Linked DNA regions of Pan troglodytes: region 1 is linked to region 2. A link is a contact called in public HiChIP or PLAC-seq data. All regions are on one chromosome and are shown on one strand. Each heading gives the region's core, a stretch centred on a gene start, on an enhancer-like site or on the middle of the called end of the contact. The rest is flanking DNA. Distances are from core to core; before and after follow the strand shown.

The links. HiChIP or PLAC-seq counts read pairs in DNA pulled down with a chosen protein or histone mark.
Region 1: an H3K4me3 HiChIP or PLAC-seq map of stem cell-derived excitatory neurons shows a contact between it and region 2, with 4 times the contacts expected there. The contact joins the promoter of CD164 here to the promoter of LOC112204050 in region 2. A contact is called at or near these places in 1 of 7 Hi-C or Micro-C datasets (a lymphoblastoid cell line) and 1 of 1 datasets of contacts at active chromatin or transcription factors (stem cell-derived excitatory neurons).

What each region holds. Positions count from the first base shown.
Region 1 is chr5:121,299,859-121,303,027 of NHGRI_mPanTro3-v2.0_pri, forward strand. CD164 (CD164 molecule) reads right to left here and starts at 1,477. Exons shown (of 5, transcript XM_009451804.3): 1 at 1-1,477.
Region 2 is chr5:121,079,827-121,082,750 of NHGRI_mPanTro3-v2.0_pri, forward strand. It overlaps LOC112204050, which reads left to right and starts at 1,583. Exons shown (of 47, transcript XM_054686851.2): 1 at 1,583-1,702.

The sequences.
Region 1 (3,169 bases), core at 227-2,726, 220 kb after region 2:
ATGTGGCCTACTGCTTCCACCTGAGCGCCCCGCCAGGCCGTAATTCCGCGGGCCCACGTGACCTCCGGGGCCGCGCCTTCCGGACGCAACTCCGCTGGGGCGGAAGTTGGTTTTGTGCGGCTCTCAAGAACTAAGTTTGTGCTGTGCTGCGGGATCCCCAGGGAGCTTCCTTATGTCTTCGGCAGGACCCCTTCTTTTTTTCTTGAAGATTGATTTTGCTAGAAGTTATCCTGTGATGGGACTCCCTAGGGGAATGGAGGCACCACGTGGTTAAGGAGTTTGTGCGTTGCCGCCCACATAGTGTGGGCAGCTGAGGCGCCGCCCGGATCAGAGCCGCAGGGCGTCTACTCTGTCACTTTCCCAACCTGACTTTTCCGGATTGCTATTTCAGACGGCGGTTGCAGCAGCAGACCTGTCTCAACTCCACCACTGTAGTCAGAGAATCAAAAGCGGTCTGAGTTGCCAGGCCATTGGGGCGGCCCCCACCGCCACATTACCAGTGAGGAAACTGAGACTTAGAAAAGTGACCTGACCTGGACACGGGATTGCCTGACATCAGAGCTGGATTCTTAAGTTCCTGTTAGTGTTAAGGCGCTGCTCAGACTTTTAGTAAAGGTGAGCGCCATCTACTGCCAAGTCTCACAAAATATTCGCAAAATTTGATACGGTTATCACATGGTAAAAATTAGACTTTAAAAGTTGTATTTAATGCTGTGTTTTCAGCTGTTGTACACTTATGTAATTTTAATTATGCAAAGTTATCCTAATAATATAGGAATATTAATTGTTTTCGTGAGGTCTGTTTTGATGTGCCACGATGACTTTTTTGATGTGCCAAAAAAGATGACTACATAGTGCTTTTACCTTTTTGCTCAAATAGAAAGATTTTATTTCCCCTTGGGATCTTTTCAGTGTCGTCCTTCTGTACCCTCAGGACTATGAACATTTGTTCCAATGACTACGCTAGTTGGAGTAGTGTTGCTTGGATGTAAACAAAAAGCTGATAGTTTTGACTGATCCAGCCCAGAAGCATGAGAATGCTGTCAGGGAAGTGAGCTCCCACCATAAGCCCTTCAAAGAAGTGTCTGCTCTTCTCTCAGGAGGCCTCTCTCTATATTTAACACTTGACTATCTGGCACCCAGACCAAAAGAAAGCGCAAGGCAACTTTAATTTTTTTTTAAGGTTAAGAATGTAAATAGGGGCCGGACGCGGTGGCTCACGCCTGTAATGCCAGCACTTTGGGAGGCCAAGGCGGGTGGATCACCTGAGGTCCGGAGTTTGAGACCAGCTTGGCCAACATGGTGTAAACCGCGTCTCTCCTAAAAATACAAAAATTAGCCGGGCATGGTGGCACGTGCCTGTAATCCCAGCTACTAGCAGGGCTGAGGCAGGAGGATCGCTTGTATCCGGGAGGCGGAGGTTGCAGTGAGCCGAGATCACACCACTGCACTCCAGCTTGGGGAACAGAGCGAGACTCGTCTCAAAAAAAAAAAAAAAATGTAAATAGAAGCTCTGTTCTCAGAGCTTGGTGTGTTATCTTCTTTCCACCCTAGGATAAACACACTCCTCTGTGCAGACCATTGTTTAACAATTTGTCACCTGGATGTTTAACTCTAGTCCTCAGATATTCCTCAGTCCTGATAAAGGGACATTTCACGCTCTTGTTTTAAGACTAGAAAACCATTGGTTTATTTTATTTTGCATGGCAACTGTAGAGGTAGATCAAGGGAGTTCCAAAGTCATTTTCACCATTTCAGAGAGACAGCTTTTTTTTTTTCAGTTCCTGACAGTAAGCTTCTGTTTATTGTTGTCATAAAGCAGGGTTTCTCAATCTTGGCGCTATCAAGATTTCAGGCTGACTCATTCTTGCTTGTCCTGTGCATTGTTGGATATTCGGCAGTATTCCTAGCCTCTACACACTAGATACCAGAAGCACCCCACCTTTCAGTTGTGACAACCAAAAATATCTCCCAATATTGTTAAATGTCTCCTGGGGATAAAATCACAATTGAAAGGCACCCTCAGAGAGTTCTTCTGTGTGCAAGGTCAGCCATCACTCAGGTTATTTCCTCTTAGACACATTGCTTGCAATTAGATTGTCGATTGGTTGTTAGAGCGACCTTCTTAACCATTTATTTTCTTGAAAGCAGCAAGACAGAGTGCTTCTGCGCTTGTGAATCTTCTAGCAGTATAAGCTCCCTCTAAGTTTTTTAAACAGCAGATTTTTAAACAATGCTTCAGCCTTGTGTCAGCACCTTTCCCCAAATAAACAGATCAACACTCCAAACAGGACCCTGCCTTCTAGCTATAACTAACATCCAGTGGCCCCTTAATAATCAGAGTTTTGCCTCCACTACTTGATAGCAAGAAGTACAAACCCCCTTGTACTAGCTTATGTTAAAGGGAATCCATTCACTGTAAGAATATGACAGTAAATCTTATAGGCATTCAGGGGTGGGAAATCAAGTGTGTGAGGGCCAAGGGAGACTTGAACTTAAAAGGAGGAATCCCTAGCACGTGGAGCTGGTTTGCTAGGACTTCGTTTCAGGCTTCAACCCTACAGGACATTGCCAGATCTATAGAGCCACAGCCAATCATCTCCATTGCCCAGTATTCCAGTTATATAGCTCTTGGAAGAGATAACTTGACTCAGTACCATGCCTTCCCAACCTGTCTGTTACCTACTCTCTGCTCTGACTCCATCCATGCAGTCTACACTAGAGCTCCCTGAACTTCCAGTTCTCCTAACTGGTCATGTTTTCTTTTGCATGTGGATCTTCATCCATGCTATTTCTTCTGCCTAGAATATTGTTATTCCCTTCTGGCATCTGACCAACTCCTACTTCTTTCAGGTCTCTCAGCTAAGCTGTCACTCCCATCTTAAGCTATCCTTAAAATATTCAACTACCCCTTTCTCCCCACTCCCAGACTATAAAAGGTGTTCCTGCTCTGTGCACCCTGGACTTGCCCATAACAAAGCATATACTGCATTATATAGCAGTTGTCTTTCTCACTAGATTAACTGAGAAATAGTGCTCACCAGTTTATTCCCTGCACTTAATTTTAAAAAAATGAATAAATGAACAAACTGGCTTATTTCAGTCAGTTGTCCACCCTTGCCAAAAATTAGCTGCATTAAAAAGCACAGGAGGAGCCCGGCGTAGTGGC
Region 2 (2,924 bases), core at 333-2,832:
AAGAATTTTTAGGTCAGGATCTTGGGAAGCTAAGGAGAGCAATTTTTAAAAGACAGTTTTTCTGTTTTCCTAGGAAATTCCCAAGAAGCTTGTGTAGGAAAAAGTTGGTAATTATGGATCTTTTGGGGAGGAAGAGAACTATAATTCATTCTAATGGTGAGGAGAGATACCATGTTAGAATACCTTCCATACCTGGAAGTGGGGAAGTGACTGAAGATGGGCACATTGATGCTTGAAATTGTCCTTGAAAGTAGTTAATGGCAGAGATCAAAATTTCCTCCTGTTGTAAATAGTGCATGTGCCCTTTGCCAGCTTTCACTCCCACTCATTCACACCCTTAGCTTCTCAGCCCTGGAGATGTTCCATAGGGTGTTTGATCTAAACTCAGTTGCATCACCTTACCTGTTTTTCTACTTTGCCTTTCCTCCTTGAGGATATGAGTTTTATAGTTTAAGCTTAGCTTTTTGCTAAACTTTTTAGCTTTCTGCTATCCACCAGGACCATAATGCAGACCTATAGTTCTGTGCCTTTGTTTTCTATACATTTAGGAAGGTGGCTGAATATATTTAGTTATTAATAATTCATTACTTGTGAAAAGGTATTGCTTTAAAAATTATCATTAAAAATTTAAAAACCGTCCAGGCTCGGTGGCTCACACCTATAATCCCAGCACTTTGGGAGGCCGAGGCAGGCAGATCACGAGGTCAGGAGATTGAGACCATCCTGGCCAACATGTGAAACCCTGTCTCTACTAAATTACAAAAATTAGCCGGGTGTGGTGGCGCATGCCTGTAATCCCAGCTACTTGGGAGACTGAGGCAGGGGAATCGCTTGAACCTGGGAGATGGAGGTTGCAGTGAGCTGAGATCTCACCACTGTACTCCAGCCTGGTGACACAGCAAGACTCTGTCTCAAAAAAAAAAAAAATTAAAACCATTTTAGGAACATGGAATATTTCAACTGAGAATTTTCTTAAAAATTAGTCCATTGTAGTAGAAAAAACCACAACTTCAGAGCTAGGAAACTTGGTTTCAAATTCTGGGACTCTACCATTTAATAGCTTGGACAAGTCAGATAACTTTCTGGAGCCTCAGTTTCTCATCTGTAAAGTGAGGATTATACTAATATCTCCCTCACAGGACTATACTAATTTGTTGTGAGAAGTTAATGAAATAACATGGGAAAGCACCCAGCAGAAGAGTTGACACTTATTAAACACTCAATAAATATTTTTTGAATCTGAGTGGCAAAAAAAAAAAATGTAGAACACATGTTCTAAAAGCAAACACCTAAATATATTATTGGTAAAAGTGGGAATATTCTCACTTATTTTGGTTTTTATCTCTTTCTGTGTGCCTGAAGGGAAATGGCTTTGTCATCTTTCCTAGCCCAGGTTTCTAATGGGAGGGGGTAAAGAACACAGTCCTATCATTGTGCTGAAACATGTAACCACACACAGCAAATAGGTTTGGAGTATGGTGTGGTTGTTGAGGTGACATTTATTATTGAGAGACAATGAAGAATGGTGTCTTGTTGCTTCATCACAGCTACTGAACTCACAGACTGCCTGCTTGCCAGAGCCTTTGACTCCTCAGGGGGTGGAGCAAAAGATTTCTTTCCTGGATGGAGCAGTCAGTCTATGGTCAGTGTACAAGAGTTGCTGTAGCAACCTCACAGCTGTGCTCTGTCTAGCAGAAACTTGGTATGATTTCATGGATTTTGTTCACTTAAGTAAAAAACAGATTTGTTTGGTTTTTATGTAATTAGAAATTGAAATAATGGAATTGGAATTTTCTAGCCAAGGCAGGTCTCAATTTTGATGAAACTGAAGCCAGAAAGTTCCAGTGTTTGAAGCAGCAGGTATTGTGACTATATTCTGATACTGGAAATGGGAGTTGGAATCCTGAATTAACTGTACTTGGGTGGATCATTGGCAACCCAGCCATTTTTATTAGGTTGTAGATAAAGACAGGAGGGTCAGAGGGAAATGTTCAGTTTTCAACAATGTAAGATTAAAGTGGGAGATACTTAGTACATAGTAAGTTAACTGGCTGGGATAATGTAGATAATGTACTTGAAAATTATTTTTGAGCTTTTTTGGTAGCTTTCTTACTTTATTCCTTTTTTTCTATACCTGCCGGTAGATGTGAGAGCTTTTCTTACTTTAAAAGTGTAATTTTAACTATAAATGTATATTCTTTTTTTTTTTTTTTGGTGGGCATGGAGTCTCGCTGTGTCACCCAGGCTAGAGTGCAGTGGCACGATCTCAGCTCACTGCAACCTCCACCTCTCAGGTTCAAGCTATTCTCCTGCCTCAGCCTCCCGAGTAGCTGGAATTACAGGCACCTGCCACTACACCCAGCTAATTTTTGTATTTTTAGTAGAGATGGGGTTTCACCGTGTTAGCCAGGATGGTCTGGATCTCCTGACCTCAGGTGATCCGCCCACCTCAGCCTCCCAAAGTGCTGGGATTACAGGCATGAGCCACTGCGCCCAGCCTAAATGTGTATTCTTATCCATGATAAGAGATCAAAAATTAAATAAAAATTGTACTTGTAATGTGAGAAATCAATCTAAGGGGGGAAGAGGCCAGTTGGTTATGCACAATGGAAGGAGTACATTGTGGACAGAAATGCAACAGCTGCCATTATTGGTGTAGAGTAAATAATGAAACTCCTAATGGGGTTTCCTGGAACAATATTCAGCTGTAACTAAAGCTTTATCTACTGAGAACATTTAATTGTAGGTGACGTGTAGATAAGTATAAGCTGACACTCAGACATATGACAAGACAACCTTCACTAAGGCATAATAGCAACTGTGAGATTTTTAAAAAACTATGCGTGCCATTGCACCTTTTAATTAAAGTGAGATGAGGATAAATAAAAATAATATTGACTGTCACTCATCTGAAAATAAATTTA